Regions from separate parts of the Oryzias latipes genome. Here region 2 is linked to region 1. The links are chromatin contacts, called in public Hi-C maps. All regions are on one chromosome and are shown on one strand. The core of a region is the stretch at or near the end of the contact, and the rest is flanking DNA. Distances in the headings are between cores, read along the strand shown. Region 1 holds the start of zfhx4 (zinc finger homeobox protein 4). Region 2 overlaps LOC105356674 (trichohyalin-like).

The links. A called contact is a pair of places that touch in the nucleus more often than the background predicts.
Region 2: a contact with region 1 is called in a Hi-C map of embryo, with 1.8 times the contacts expected there. The contact joins the enhancer-like site here to the promoter of zfhx4 in region 1. A contact is called at or near these places in 4 of 5 Hi-C or Micro-C datasets (embryo and fibroblasts).

The regions. Positions count from the first base shown.
Region 1 is chr20:13,813,743-13,821,419 of ASM223467v1, reverse strand. zfhx4 (zinc finger homeobox protein 4) reads right to left here and starts at 2,925. Exons shown (of 12, transcript XM_023950365.1): 1 at 2,702-2,925. It overlaps LOC110017289 (a long non-coding RNA gene), which reads left to right and starts at 5,605. Exons shown (of 3, transcript XR_002872385.1): 1 at 5,605-7,677.
Region 2 is chr20:13,995,229-14,002,905 of ASM223467v1, reverse strand. It overlaps LOC105356674 (trichohyalin-like), which reads right to left. Exons shown (of 9, transcript XM_023950398.1): 7 at 4,585-4,669. Among protein-coding and RNA genes, the nearest start is that of LOC105356674, 11 kb to the right of the region's middle. Within about 2 kb of position 4,190, at least 3 of the 8 cell types and tissues checked have an H3K27ac peak or open chromatin away from gene starts, as enhancers often do.

The DNA of each region.
Region 1 (7,677 bases), core at 1,676-4,175:
TATATATCTAATAGGTTTAACTACAAGAAAATAAACTGAGCCACAACATGATGCGCATCAAACCGGATCTGCACCTTTAAAGAAAATATCTATTTTTAAAGTAAAAAAACAAGAAAAATCCACCCCACGCGCGGATTTGTATATTCTTTGCTGAAATATTGTTTTTCCTGAAAAATAGGGATTTTACTTTCGATCTGCTGATCTCTGCATGTGGGCTGCGTATAAACAGTTGAGCTTAAAAAAATCCAATCCACAAAGCTTCAGAGTAATCCACCACATGTTGGAAAGTCATCTTTGCCCTTTCGGGACCACTGAGGCCCCGTGTGGGTTCAATAGAGCCAAACTGCAAAATCCAATACAGGGTCACCCAAAAATCCCCCTCTCCTTTCAAAGCTCAATTCACTGGCGTCTACATTTAGTGTTTCTTCCAAAGTGCCCCGGTCTTTTAGCGGTATACTTTTTCAATGCAAACCGTTTACTGTGTTTCCCCCACCGGTTTCTTAATAGAGGCTTTTGGGCAATAGGAAGACTTTCCACAGTCTCAATCGGGGGGGAAATCAAGAGATCTTGTTCGCCTTCATGGAAAAAATCGAAGCTGGGGGTGAATTGAACTGCATGAGCCGGGGCTTGGGATGTGATGATAAGGCTGCTGCTGGCAAGTGAAGTACAAGGTCTCCTTTGCAGCCACATTGACTGGACTGCTCTCATACCAACTGGATCCTTAAGAAACCAAGGGATCCGAGCCCGACCCGACCCGAGGCTGTTTATTCTGGGTGTAGAGCGGTCCTTTTACTGAGAGGGTGGGTGGGTCGAGGTGATGAACACAGAGGCGTCACTTTCCACCCGGATCCAAGGCTCTTACTCTCGCCGCTGCTGCTGCAACTGCCTCCCCTGTCCTTCAGGGGGGTTCTCTAAGCCTGCCAGCCCTGGGAGGCGTCGCTCACACACGGCTTGGAGAGTCGGCTCTACCCGCTGCCGCTACGGACGCGCACCTAGTGGCGCATTGATCTGTCCAAAGCTGCACGGAATGGACCTATTTGTCATTTCTTACACCTTGAACGGAGGACTTATTTGAACACAAAGCAGATTTTCCCCCCCCCCATTTCTTTCTCTTTTTCTGTGCGCATTTCTGCGAGAGGATGCCCTTCTTTCCAGCTTTCCAGTGATTAAACAGCTGCGCGTGCCGCTGCCATTTTCAGCAAAGATGCGTCTGTTATTTATTTATTTTTGTTTGTTTTCCCCGAGAAAATGAGAAAGTGCAAAGCGGATTTAGAGAGCTGATACAGACTGCCGCTTATCTTAACCTCCTGCGTTTTGTAAATCCCCCTGTCCGCCACCCTCCCCTCTCTCCCAGCAGACGATGCTCTTTCTCTGGAGGACCGCTCGACAATAGACCGCCTTAGCTAATATTTCTCCCCATTTCCATATCAGCGGCATCCTCAATTAATTATAGATTTTTATCTGCATTCTCCGGTTTGGCACCGCTGTGCGCGCTTTTGCGCACGAATCAATGTGCGACTTATGTGGGTAAAGAAAATAAACAGCTGAGCTGAGCAACGTCACGGTGGGATCACCGAAAACTTTGATCAAGATGAGTGAAATAAAAATTTTTGGGTGGGATTGTCGTGTAATTATCCGGCATTAAAGGAGTTCCTCTCGCTCTGATGCATCAATACTCTTTTTAAAGGTAGGAGTTAAACCTTGAAGTGATTTTGTGTCACTTCAGCGGATCAATCATGAAATATCAATATATTGGCTGCATCATCACTGTATGATGCCATGTAAAATAACTGTTCAACTGATCAATCAATCAATATTTGATGAGGTCAAAGTCGAAATTCGATTGATTTATTTTTGGCTTTTGCTCAATTTGTTACATTTTTTAATAAATGTCTTAAGTTCTAAGTTATTTTATCCATCCAGTCCAAACACCTGCTCAAATTAATTTTTCTTTTAGTGGATGTCCATCGGACTTCCGCCTTGTTTGTCCAGTGCGTCGGCGCCCTCATGGGGTTACAGAGCTGACCCCCTCCGCCTCACCGGGGCAGACACAAAAGCACGCCAAAAAAGCTCCCAGCTCTGACCCGCAACCCTGCCACAGTGACCCACAAGCCCACTCAACACGCAAAAACAAGCCCCAGAAAGGCCCTAAAAACAAACAATAACAAGTGACACTCTCTAAAGCATAACACCAATGTGAGCCTTTCTCCCAGGATGTGCAGGTAAAGTCAAGAAAACCGCTACAAAAATGTTGAAATTTGCGCAAAAATCAATCGGACAGACCGTACATAATCCAAGAAATCAGAATATATCTCAATTCATAAAAAATCCATGAAATCGTTTACTTTAACAAATACAATCTACAAAAGAGCAGAAGTATAAAAAATAAAAAATAAAGGTGTCACTACATGTTCTTTCAGCTCAGCCTCAGAAGAAAAAGTCCAAAAAAGAAGAAAGCGGCAATTACTGAGAACCATAAAACATGAAAAAAGAAGGAAAACAATAAAACAAGCTAAAGTTTTTGCCTACAAACCATTAAACTATGGAGACATTTTCCCCTTCAGCCCTTAAAGCCACTCAGCAACGGTCGTGTAAAAACTTAAAATTCGCCCTCTCTTACCTTTGTGTTTTTTTTTAATTTTCCCAAACTAAAATAAGGCAGAGCAAAAAGAAGAAACATAAAAATGCAGTCTCGTGGTACCTTTGGTATAAAGCATTCCGTTTTCCTTCTTTTCTGTCTTTCTCTTGCTCAGTAGCGATCCGATAATAGCATATGGAAAGTGTTTTCAAAATGCCCAGATTTGGCACATTGTCATTGAAAAGAGAGGAGCGCAGTGATGCGGTGCTACAACAGGGGAAATGAGTTGCGGATTGGACGCAGCCCGCCTCGGTGCGGACTTATCCCACTTTAATTTAATATTCCGCAATCACACACACTAGTGATGGCATATAATTCAAGGAGAAATTCAGAGGGAAGGAAATGCTTTTGTGTGTGCGTGCGTGCGCGTGTGTGCGCGTTATTTTTTACACCACTTTATTTGATTAAGGAGAGAGGCAGCACAATATTGTCTTTTTAAAGTCTGTTTCCCCCTTCTTTTTCTTTTTTCTCAACTCCTAAATCAGATTTTTTTTGTCTTTAAAAAACATGAAACAATAAGATATTTATTTTTGTTTGTATTCAGGTATTTATTTACAAATCAACTATCTTGACTTCTGTGCGCAACGGTGGCACACTGGAATCTTCCCTAACATAAAATCGAGACCCATAAACGCTTGTTTGTAAAACACTGAACCCAAAATCAATGTATTGGGTCATTTCAATCGATTATATAAACGAAAATCCATACGCAACATGAGACCGGTATCAGCCCACTCTTCCGCTCCCTTTTTAAAGAGAGGGAGGGAGAGGGAAAAAAAAGCAAAGAGAAGAGCAGAAAAAAAGGAAAGCTATTGCGCCTGCATGGGCTAAAAACAAAGAGCTGCTTTTTTGCCTTATAGTCCAAGATCAGAACTTCTTTAACATTTTCACGTGGAGGACTAAAAACAGCACCTTACATCAAGGGGGTATGATTTAATTGGATTATGCCCCTGGGATTTTCAATATTCTTTTTCTTTCTTTCTCTTTTTTGTCATTGATTTAGAATTTCTTCCTGCTGTGACTGAGGTGATACAAGTGAAACCTTTGTTCAGACAATTTACTTGAAATTACAGGGAAATAAAACAATTCCTCATATTGACCCCTACCCCCCCTGCATCCCTCCCCCATGGGCACCCTTGGCCTTGAAGCTTTCTCCAAGTCCGATTTTTGATGCTTATATGTCAAAGTGCTTCCAGATGAACGCGGACAGTCCTGATGACCACAATTAGACGAGTGCCTCTAATCAAAATCAAAGCGGGTGTACACGGGTTTGCGCAGCATTCGGAGGGGGAGAGGAGGATGGGGGGGGGGGGTCAAGGGGAGTCGTTTCTGCGCACCTCCCCTTCCTGAACTCCATGGAGGACCCCGTTCTATATCTTCCACCTGCACGCCGAAGTATCCCACTTCAGCATCCCACGGCCGAGCCCCTTCAGGCGCTGCAATCACACATGCAAATGCCCAACCCCTAGACGCATGGAGCTGGACAGCCGGTGCGCGCCGTCAAATGAGCTGTTGCATAAACTCTAGTAATATGCAACATGATATTAGGTGAGGGTGGGGGGAGGAGGAGGAAGAGTGGGGGGGGGGGTAAGGACAAGCGGAAGGGTTAAAAATGGGTGGTGCCAGTCATGTAAAATTTACACAGGACCACAGCTGTTGGGGCTCTCGAGCTAGGGAAGACACAGGGAGGTGGAGGAGAGGGATAGAGAGGTGGTGGTGGGGAGGGGTAGCTCTTGAGACTGAGGGGTGAAGGGGGTGGACGGGGGTAAGGGCAAAGGCTGGCGAGGGGTCCTGTCGATGCAGCTCTGCTTATTTGATAAGCACAATCTGACTGGGACGCAAAGGGGGTCGAATCTGCCATGATACCCCCCCCCCCCCCTCCAATCCAAAAAAAAATATACACAAGTTTCGATACAACCATGAAGAGGATGCGGGGCAAGACGAGACACATGGGGAAAAGGGTGAGTTGCTAGATAAAAAAAATGACCTGAAACGCATGCAAACCTGACGCGCACAGTAATTTTTACTGACTTCACATTTGTTTAAAAAAACAAAAACCCAAATCACCAGCCGTCCAGCCCAAACCATAATCACACCTCAGCAGAAAAGCAAAAAACAAACAAGAACTGAGCGCTTTACTGAAGAACCCACTGGACCATAAATTCTGACTAGAAAGGGTCCCAACGAGGTAACATATAAGTACACACACACACACACACACAAACACACTGACGCAGACGCGCGCGCACAGTTGTTTCCATTCAGCCTCGCTTGGCCCTGCTGCACTCCTCCCACTTACCCTCTTGGTATTCCGATCTTCTTTTATTGTTGAACTCTGCTTAATAGGCACGCGTCTGCAGCGTGTCTTCCAGATATTACAAAAAAAAGTGAATTTGACCGCCTCTCGTCAGAGTAGACAGGAGCGCGCGCATCCACACCCACCCGCGTCAAATCAAACCCAGTTAAACGCTGAACTCCGCATTGATTATCACTCAGATCCTTATGACTCTGCAGACCAAAACAGCACAGGTTTGAATACAGTTTCCTAAAATGGTATGTAAAATAGATATAAATATTTTTTAATTATAAACAATGCAAAAAAAGGATTCCAGTAATCATAAATTAAATATGTTGGATTTACCTATTCAAAAACTGTTTTATGACAACAGCAACAATATTAATAATAATGAAATGAAATGATATAAAATGTTACATTACAGTTTGACTTTACAAGAGGCCTGCTAGTTATTGGCCTAATGAAAGTGAGACCTCTGTCTTTACATGGCTTATTAAATTGCTTTCTTCATGACAACCCAGCAGCTTGAACATGTCAATTAAGTGGTCTGAGAGGTCCTTTCAGATCTCCAAGAGCCCCCGCTCTCCTCTCATGGGGACTGTCACCCCTCCACCTTCCTAGCCCATCATCCATCCATCCGTGTGCCCCCCCCCCCCAACCCCCAACCAACTCTTCATCTCCACACCCTTGCCTTTTCCGTTGCACACTCAGTGGGGCATCCCAAATAACCCAGTCAGCACAGAGGAGTCAGTCCAGTGGTAACAGATTGACATCTTGACCTTCAGGGCAAAAATATTTTCCTACTCTGGCAGTGTTTAGTAAAAAAACTCAAATGCAGTAATAATTAGAAAATATTTATGTTGTCTAAAAAGCCCCAGACAAGGTTTTTGAAAAGGATTTGAAAAAAAGGTTTTAAAAATGTTTTTTGAATGTCTAAGTAATTCTAAGAGAAACGTCTGAACTTAAATAATTATTTATAGATTTATAAAAGTCCCTTGTAGAAGTTAATTGCTTTAATTAATTCATTAAAACCATAATGACATTTTTTTTCTACTGCGAAGAAATTTTTGTTTGTCAAAAAAGCAGTTTTGACCGACTTCCTTTTTCAGCTGCGAGCTTATCCACAATCTACTGCCTGGACTGCATCTAACAAGCTAAACAAGTCAGCCCAAAGACATTGTCAATGCTTGAAAGAAAATTCAGAGTACGGATACAAAAAAGGGAAAGGGATCATCTTTTTTTTTTTTTCTTTTTGAGGCATGACGTGACCCCTGAAAGATGCTCGTTGGCTTTATCACTGCAGCAGAGGAGTCCTTATAAGGACTCTTCATCCTCCTCTCTTAGTGACCATCATTAAACCTGATGACCAGAGTTCAAGCGGCCTGTTCTGTAAACACCTACTGGAGCTGAAGGCCACCACAGAGTCCTGCTGTATGTGAGAATCTGACCTCTGACCTTTAATTTGATTTAAGGCCAAAAACTCTTTTTTTTTTTTTTTTTTTTTTTTTTTACAAATAAATTAATGTTAACATACAGGAATAGAGCTATTTTTTGTAAAAGCAGGTATATCCTTAAAATGAAATTCAAAAGTTAATCTTTAAGTCTGTTTCAAGGCCCACTAGAAACATAAATTGGTTTTAAAGTTAAAAGATTTTGAAATTTTATATGCAAAACCGACAAAAACGTTAATTGGAAAAAGGTTGATTTATTCTAATCATATCGATCATTTTCATAGTGTCTACATCTGGAAGAAAGATGAAAGCATTTGCTTTCAACACAAATACATTTGCACACCGACTCACACAAGAACACAAACTTTGTTATGTTTTCAATTTGGGTTGAAATGTAGACATTTTCCCTTGGTTGCATAACTGCCATCCGTATCGCTCCTCCCTTCAATTAAATGCTATTTCTCCCAAACAAAATGTCAGAATCATTCCACACAGGGAAGTTCGACTGTGATTTCTTCTGAAAGCTATGTGTCTTTCTCTTAGATGGTGTGTGCATTTGTATGTGTGCGTGTGTGTGTGTGTGTCCCCTGACCTCAAATGTAACTACTGGGATCACAGGGAGATGGAAAAAAGGTGACTAAGAATACACTGATTTCACAAGAAGAAGCAACGCACTAAACAAATCTTTAACAGCATATATGTATATTTATATATATACTAAAATAAATGCATATATGTGAGATACAATTAAATGATATATTTAATTAATATGATTATTAAAAACGGCAGATTTTAGTAATTAAGTACCAAGAAACATCAAATCTAAAAAATAATTTTCATCAATATACCACAGAAAATTTTTTTTTGAAACTTGCATGAAAAATACACAAATGTTTTTAGTGACATTGTTATGTAATTGAAAGCTCAAAAGAAATTATAAACAAAAAGAAAACAATCATTCTGCAATAAACTGTGCTCAGAAAAAATCTGTGCACATTTCATTAAACACATTTTCACCTCATTTAAAGCTCTGAAATGTCTGGGCTGCAGCTGTTCATCTGGTCCATTTCTACACCGGCATGCAGACATGCTCGAATCCACAGAGGGATTCCAAGATGGCCGCACACCTGTCATGGAGGTGGATTGTCCTAGTTATGTACGGAGATAACCTCAAGGCCTCCGCAAACTACGAAGACCCAACAGACATCCCTAAGTTGCTGGTTCAAGCCTGGTCAAACGCCTGCCGCTCGAAAACCATTCACTGCCCCTCACAGAGAAAGAATAAGCCCTTG
Region 2 (7,677 bases), core at 2,941-5,440, 180 kb before region 1:
TCCCTGGCGGCGTAGTGTGTCACTGATTGTAGCCTTTGTTACTGTAGCCCCAGCTCTCTGCAGGTCATTCACAAAGTCCTCCTATGTGGTTCTGGGATTTTTGCTCACTGTTCTTGTGATTATTTTGACCCTACGGGGGGAAATCTTGCGGGGTGCCCCTGATGAAGGTGGTCAGTGGTCTTGTATGTCTTCCATTTCCCAATAATTGCTCCCACAGTTGATTTCTCCTCATCAACCTGCTTACCTACTGTAGATTCAGTCTTCCAAGGCTGGTGCAGGTCAACAATTTAGTTTCCGGTGTCCTCAGACAGCTCTTTGGTCTTGGTCATGGTCGAGTTTGGAGTGTGACTGTTTGAGGTTGTGGACAGGTGTCTTTTTTATAGATAAAAAGTTCAAACAGGTGCCATTAATACAGGTAATGAGTGGAGGACAGAGGATCCTCTCACAGAGGAAGTTACTGGTTTGTGAGAGCCAGAAATCTTGCTTGTTTTTTAGGTGACCAAATACTTTTTTCCACCATAATTTACAAATAAATTCTTTAAAAATCAGACAATGTGATTTTCTGGATTTTTTTTTTTTCATTTTATCTTTCATAATTGAGGTATACTTATAGATAAAATTACAGGCCTCTCATCTTTTCAAGTGGGAGACCCTGCTCAATTGGTGGCCGAGTAAATACTTTGTTGCCCGCAGTAAGGCATTATGGAATATTGGGGTGCACAGTTGTTTTTTGATAAATATCAAGCCTTGTAAGTGTGCATTTTGTGGGGAAAATATGGTAGCCCTTGTTATGCATTTTGTTGTAACAAGGGTCCAAGATGTCATCAGAGAGTAGATATGTATAAAGACCTTAACCATTTGACAGTTTTTTTCTAAATTTGTTTATGTTGTTCAACACTGTTTGTTTTCAGTTTTTTTGTTTGTTCTTGATGATTATTTCAACAACAGCAGCAATACTAAATTTAGAACTGCACTATTTAGCCGATGCTCATGTTTGACTCTATTTCACAAGGGGTTTATGCATCTTTTGTGCAGTAACGTGTTCCCTAATAAGGGTGGAGCTTCAGTGGAGTCCCTTCCCACAGCTTTTGCCTTGCTTACTGGAATAATCAAACTAATACAAGTTCTCTGGCTGCTGGACGATCATGACTATCAAAGTTTGCTTGAGGTTGTCCGCCATCCAGCTGCTTCTCAATATCATCTTGAGTGGCAGCCCTTACATTACAATTATCGATATTTTGTGTGTTTTCACACATGTGAACAATGTCAAACACAGGGATTTTGCCTTTACTTTTATGATAAAAGTTTATAATTATTAAAAGCCACAGATTGCACACACTGCTGTTCTGAGATTGATCATTTTAATCGGGCATTCCACTTTGATGGTCCACGCTGCGGCCTCTCTTCGTGTCTCAGATGGGTCTTTATCGTGTGGAGTAACCCATATCTTGTTTCTGTGTGGCCCTGTGATGACTGGCATCCTGCTGGGGTGTACCTGCTTTCACACTCAGTAAGAATGAAGAAAGCAACCTTTCTAAGGCTCTGAACAGAGGCGGCTTGAGTGTGTTTTAAAAACGAATAGATGGATGATCTTTAATGCTTTATGCGGCACGTTTGGCATGAGAGACTCTGTCGTGCCATGCAACATTTCTGATCAGAGAAGACAGAGAATAGAAGGCCAGCCACAGTGCAAAGACTGAGATGAAAGGTTTTTTTCAACAGTCGTGAAATAGTTCAAGAACTATTTTTGAGCTCTGGCCCAACAGCTGACTGACAATCAACTGGCTTTAGAAGGTTTCTCTGCCAGCCCTGAGCAACCAAAATCATCAAACCCAGGTGCTCTAAACATAATGTGAGAAACTGAAGCAGAAAAGATGAGTAAAGAGAAAGACGGGGAAATGGGAATGAGAAAAAAAACGAAATGAAGAGTGGTGAAACCGAACAAGAAAGGGGAAGAAACAAAGGCCTCAGAAAAATAAAGGGAAAGAAATTAACACAAAATGGAAAATTAAGATCTGAGAGACTCTCACAGATCAATGAAGCTTAAGATAGAATTCAAAGTTATTTTAGGTGTAAGTGAACATCACTCGCTCATTCGGATTTTACCCTTAATTATCCATTCTGTCTTTGTACAGCAGCGGCTCAGTGCTGAAAACTGCGCTCCCATGAGATTCCCTTCCCCTCCAAGCCAGAACATTAGGGAATATCAAGGAATATTACACACAGGAATTAATGCTCAAAATCACCTTTCTAGGTTTAGGTTCCTCTCACAACCCTCCCTCTCTTAGACAAGATAATCCAGGCTCTAGCACCGGATATATGCCACTAATCATCCAAAAGGTTTGGGGGGGGGGGGGTATGGAGGATGGGAAGGAAAGGTAAGAAAGACCTTGGGGGAAAAGGAATGAGAGAAGAGAGATTATCAGCATTCATGTTTATGCTATACAGTAAACTTGCTCCGATCATTTGACCCAAAATGAGTCAGGTCAGCAGCTAAAAGACAAACATCAATAAACTTACTGGTGGGGGGATATGATAATTACATATAAAGAGAGGTTTGTTACTCAAATTATTTACAAGCGCTTGTGTTTGCATGCTTTCTCTCTCTGCCTCGAGTTACTGAGCAACAGCCTGGCAGAGATATTCGCTGAGCTCTGCCACCTGTTTCTCCAGCCATTCAGCACAGAACTGTATACCAACAAAAATGCCCTTGTTTTATTTCTAAATAAAAACTACAAAAAAAGTACATCTTGGTGCCACTAAGCAGGAATTCATCTATCCTCCCAAAAAGTCAAATGTAACAAAATGATATGAATTCCATTAGTGTTCCTAAAAACAAACACGGGCGTGTCACTCAGCTATTAAGTGTTAAAATAGGCCCATAAGAGTGAGAGTATATTTGCGTGTGGGTGTGTGTGGCAGCCAAGCTAAGGGAATGTGAAGGGGATCAATATGGAGGGGTCTATTTCTGCCACGCAACTGTGTGCCTGTGTGTGCTCTGGTCCATTTGTGTCTATGAGCGTGTGTGCGAGCGAGCCTGTGCGTGCCGGCTGCCCTGGCTACAGGAGAATCGATACGACAAATGATTACCATTTCCACAAACCTCCCTCCACAGCGTCGCTTCGACCGCTCTTGAGCCTCAACACCCCCACCCGCTCTCCACACGCACACGGAAACCAAAACAAACCGCGCCACCCTTGACCCACACTGTACCTTGTAAGCTGAAATAAGAATAAGAAATTACACTTTTACTAATAGCGAAGCAAAATTAGTTACACCTTTTAAAGGTCGAAGTTTTCTGCACATGAACCACAACTAACATTTAATGGATATTAAAGTAAAAAAGGAAAAACGGACTAGTAGTCACCATATAAGTATATGTAAGATAAAAACACACAAATATAAACACTTTTTTTTTCATCTTTCAATGGAAGTTTTCAGAAAGATATGCTGATGAAAACTGACTAATGACCAAACTAGACATATCATTTCAAATGAGTTCATTTCTCTTCAAATCAAAAACATTTATACAGTGTGGAAAATATAGAAAACCAGTCCTGAATTAAACTCCAACAGTGAAAGTAGGCTGCTCACCAAATCACTGACTAAATGTCTGAGCAGCAAATTTAAAGCTAATTTTAATACAGCAAGTCAGTGCCTGCGAAAGCTTAAGCACAACCAGACAGCCAAAACAAAAAAGAAAGAAAAGACTTGATAGATTGCTCCATGGAGACAGCATATGATAGGAAGAACAGAGTGGGAGAGGGAAAGGGTAGAAAGAGAGGAGGCATCCTGTGGAGAAAGGGGGGGATTTCCCACAGCACAGATGGAAGCCATTAGTACCGTGTTGTTGCTTAAAAACCTTTCATGTCTTTGCACTTATTAGATAATACTGGGTTAACAGTAAACAGCATGTTTCGGCAAATGGATCTAATATGCAGACACAGCGATTGTTTTACCACGTAGTACCTAAAACTGGCTTAAATGTCATAAAATGTAATAATTCAGAATGTAGCCTATAAAGTCGCCATACTGAGTTTTAAATTGTCGGTTGACGACGAGTATGTTCCATAGCTCAATTTAACCAAGAAACTCCCTGAGATGGAGACTTGCAGTGAGGTCATGTTGAAGCCAAAGCCACAACCACAACTATGTGTGCACAAACAGGCGCACATAAACACACACACACACACACACACACATACGGGTGGGTGAAACATGCTTGCTGATGTCATCACCACAGCTTTGGTAACACACAAGGATCAAGCAGGGGTCTCCCCTACGAACTCTGAACTCCATCACCTTCAATCTATTGTCTCTCCATATATTTTCTCCATATACTTGATAGTAAATACAAAGTATTGAATGCAATCAAATAAAAAGAATAATTACTGACTTAAAAGTGAAGGTGATTATGGCTGCTCTGTTCCACACATGTTCAGCAAAAAAAAAAAAAAAAGACCTTCTGTGCACAGCACATAAAAGGTCTAAATGTTTTTGATTACTGAGCTTATCCAGGGGAGCATGGGAACCAGGGTGGGAGAGGGTGTTTCTTTCCCCTCTTTTCCTCTTCTACCTTCTTACCTTATTTTCTCCTCCGCTAGCTTCCCCTCATTTAGGCACCCCTCCATCCGCCTCGCCTCTTCTGCACCAACTGCCAACTCCTCCACTGAGCAGGAGACAGGGAGAGACAACAGAGGAAGAAAAGTGTGAGATGAAGAGCAACAGTTCACTGCAGGCACACTTGCTTAAAATTCATTTGAATTCAAATGGTCATCTGGCAGACCAAAAAATAAATAAAAAATAGCCACATAATATCATAATATAATATAATAATAATAAACATGTTTGCTATACAGAAATAATCACGAGAACAAACATGAAAAAATATATCACAACCTCCAGCAAGCCCACCCCCCAATTAGGATTGATTCACAGAGTTTGCCTAAACAGAAATGATTATTGATTCTCAAAAAGTACAGTGGAAAAACATGAGTCACTTTGGAATCCAAAAATAAATAAAAAAAGCTCTTCCCCACAGGAGAGCTGAGCGACTTTCTGAAGCAGAGAGAGGAGGAACGGACACGTTTTACTGCTTCCACTTGAACACGGAAGCAGTTGTTCTGCAGAGACAAAAGAGGGGCTCCCCGCTTTGGTCAATAGATGGCACTCTTTACCTTGAGCGAGCTACTTGAGCCTCTGACTGCAGCCCTTCAATCACGTTCCCTTCTAAGCCGTCTCCTCCATCTTCATGCAATAAAACTCCATTGTCCTACACCAAGTAATTTAGCACATTGAGTGGATACATAAACCACGACTCAAGCTTTTTGGTTAGGTTTGGTTTGCCGGACCTTTATGGTTTCAATTAAAATTTTAAGATTTGCTACCTTCTCTTTTTCTTCTTCCTCCATGCACTGTTTTGAGTCAGTGTTTCTTCAAACCTCCTAAAACCTTTTCACAAAATTCCTTACTCATTGAATATAGCATAAACCGTCAGCCATCGGTGGCCAGGGCTAGTGAAGATTGAGAGGGTGGGCACACTGAATATGGAGAGGGTGTGTGTGTGTGTGTTAAATACTTACAGGACAAACCTTCACTATGTGTATTTGACCGAGCAAAATAGAAAAAGAGAAAATGTTAAGTGCATTTTTGTTACCCTTTTAAAGCTACACGCTAGCACTGTGTTTTTATCGAAAAGACCAAAATAAATAAATAAAAACACTCAGCTAGAACCATTAAAATAACAATGAAAGTTAAAGAAAATAAAATCTACATTTAACAGATGCAATAACCTAAGCTTTTGCACCATCAAAACTGTTTAAAAACTAAAGCCTTAGGAAAATTGAAGCTGCAGCTGGATTTCCTAAATATTTTATGATGCACAAACACTTTTGCTTGTGTGTCTGTGTGCATGTGCAAGTTTCAAACCTTGGCTATTGCACTGCACCTCAAGGTGAAAGTTTGCTATGAATCTCAATAATCAATAAAGCAGAGATGTGAAAACTTGAGATTGGGATCAAATTCATATTCAGGGCATTAGTCTTGGGGTGACCTCAGTGACACCTCCCACCAGTGGAGGCCACACAGAGAGCAATTAGTTGCATGGAACAATCGTTTACACAAACTATTCTCTAAAAGACGTACACACTGAAAAATTGAGACAGGCAACGTGCAGCATGGCTTTTTTATTTTCTAGAAATAAATCTGTAAAGAGGAAAAGTTGAATATGAGTCAAACAGCACAAAAACAAAGGGCTTACTTGTATAGTCTATTGAGTCTTAATCCTGTAAACATTTTGTGTATACATCTGTCCAAAAGATCCAAGAAATTGTAATTTTGTCATTGTCAGTCCCTAAGTAATTTCTCAGTCTTTTATTCTGACCTCAAAATCTAAAGAGTTATATAAAGCCATAATCTAATTCTGTCTCCATCTATCCTCCTCAACAACTTCGTAGGCCTTCAAAGCCCATCGTGCAGTTTATAATCACAGATTTGCGGTCAGATTACCCTGCTCTCACTGCTAGCCTTTAACATGAGAAGGAAGAAAACCTTGCTAACCCTGAATCAGTGGTTGAGGCTGGGCCGGGCCCTGCCTGGTCCTCATAAAAGCTTCATAAGGCTTCATGTGAGCTTCCTTTGGCTTTGTTGGAGGATTCGTAGCCGGCTAAGGTGCTCCCAAGAGATGTCCCAAAGCCTCCCAAGACTCTTTCACTCTCTTTCTGAAGTTTCATAGGCTTGCAACACTGCTTTTGGGTATAAGCCAAAAGGTGCAGGCGCACAAATACACCTCAAGAAATAAAAAAGAAACACTAATATGCACACAACAGTGACTTGCAAAGGCCAACACACATACACACACACACACAAGGATTCCTAAACTCACACACACTTATACCCCAACGCACTCCCCTCTTGCTCTCTCCTCTCTGCTTTATTTACAATCCTTTGGCAGCGGTACAAGGGCCCGGGGCTATAACACACGGCACCTAATGCTCAAACTGCCAGGTAATCTCATGTCTGACATCCCCCTTTGATAGAAACTGATCAATAGACTCTTGTAAAGGAGTCATTTTCTCTGATGTTTCTACCAACCACTTCTCCCTATCTCTAACTCTCTCTTTTTCTCCGTCTCTTCCCCCCTTCTCCTTTATTAGCCATACATTTATAATTCATATTTCAGCCGAGTTGAGTTAGCCTTGCAAGACAAGGCAGGGGGGGGGGGGGGGGGGGGGGGGCAGCTTCTTTGTGTAATAAAGAACAATAGTGGTAAAATGATGGGGAGAAATGCCAGTGTTTGCTGCTGGTTCCGGTGAACAACAGTTTTGGGGATCGATAGAGTGTGAAATGGGATTATAGCTAGTAATAGAGGTGAATTGGAGGAGAGAGGCCTGTGCACATGTGTGTCCTGGAATCCAGAATGGATATCAACGCACACACACAAGCACAAGCACAGCCCTGCACAGATATGCATGCACACACACGAGCATCACGGACACGCTCACATAATGACTTCATCATCTTTAGGCAGATGCACACATGCATCACAGAGGGGTGGTAATATCACATTTCTGTTTTTGTGGGAGTTAGGAAATAAAAATATAGTTTATGTTTATGCTGGTGTTCCATTTCTACCAGAAGACCTTACAACACCTTTTATTACTTATCAAAGATGAGACT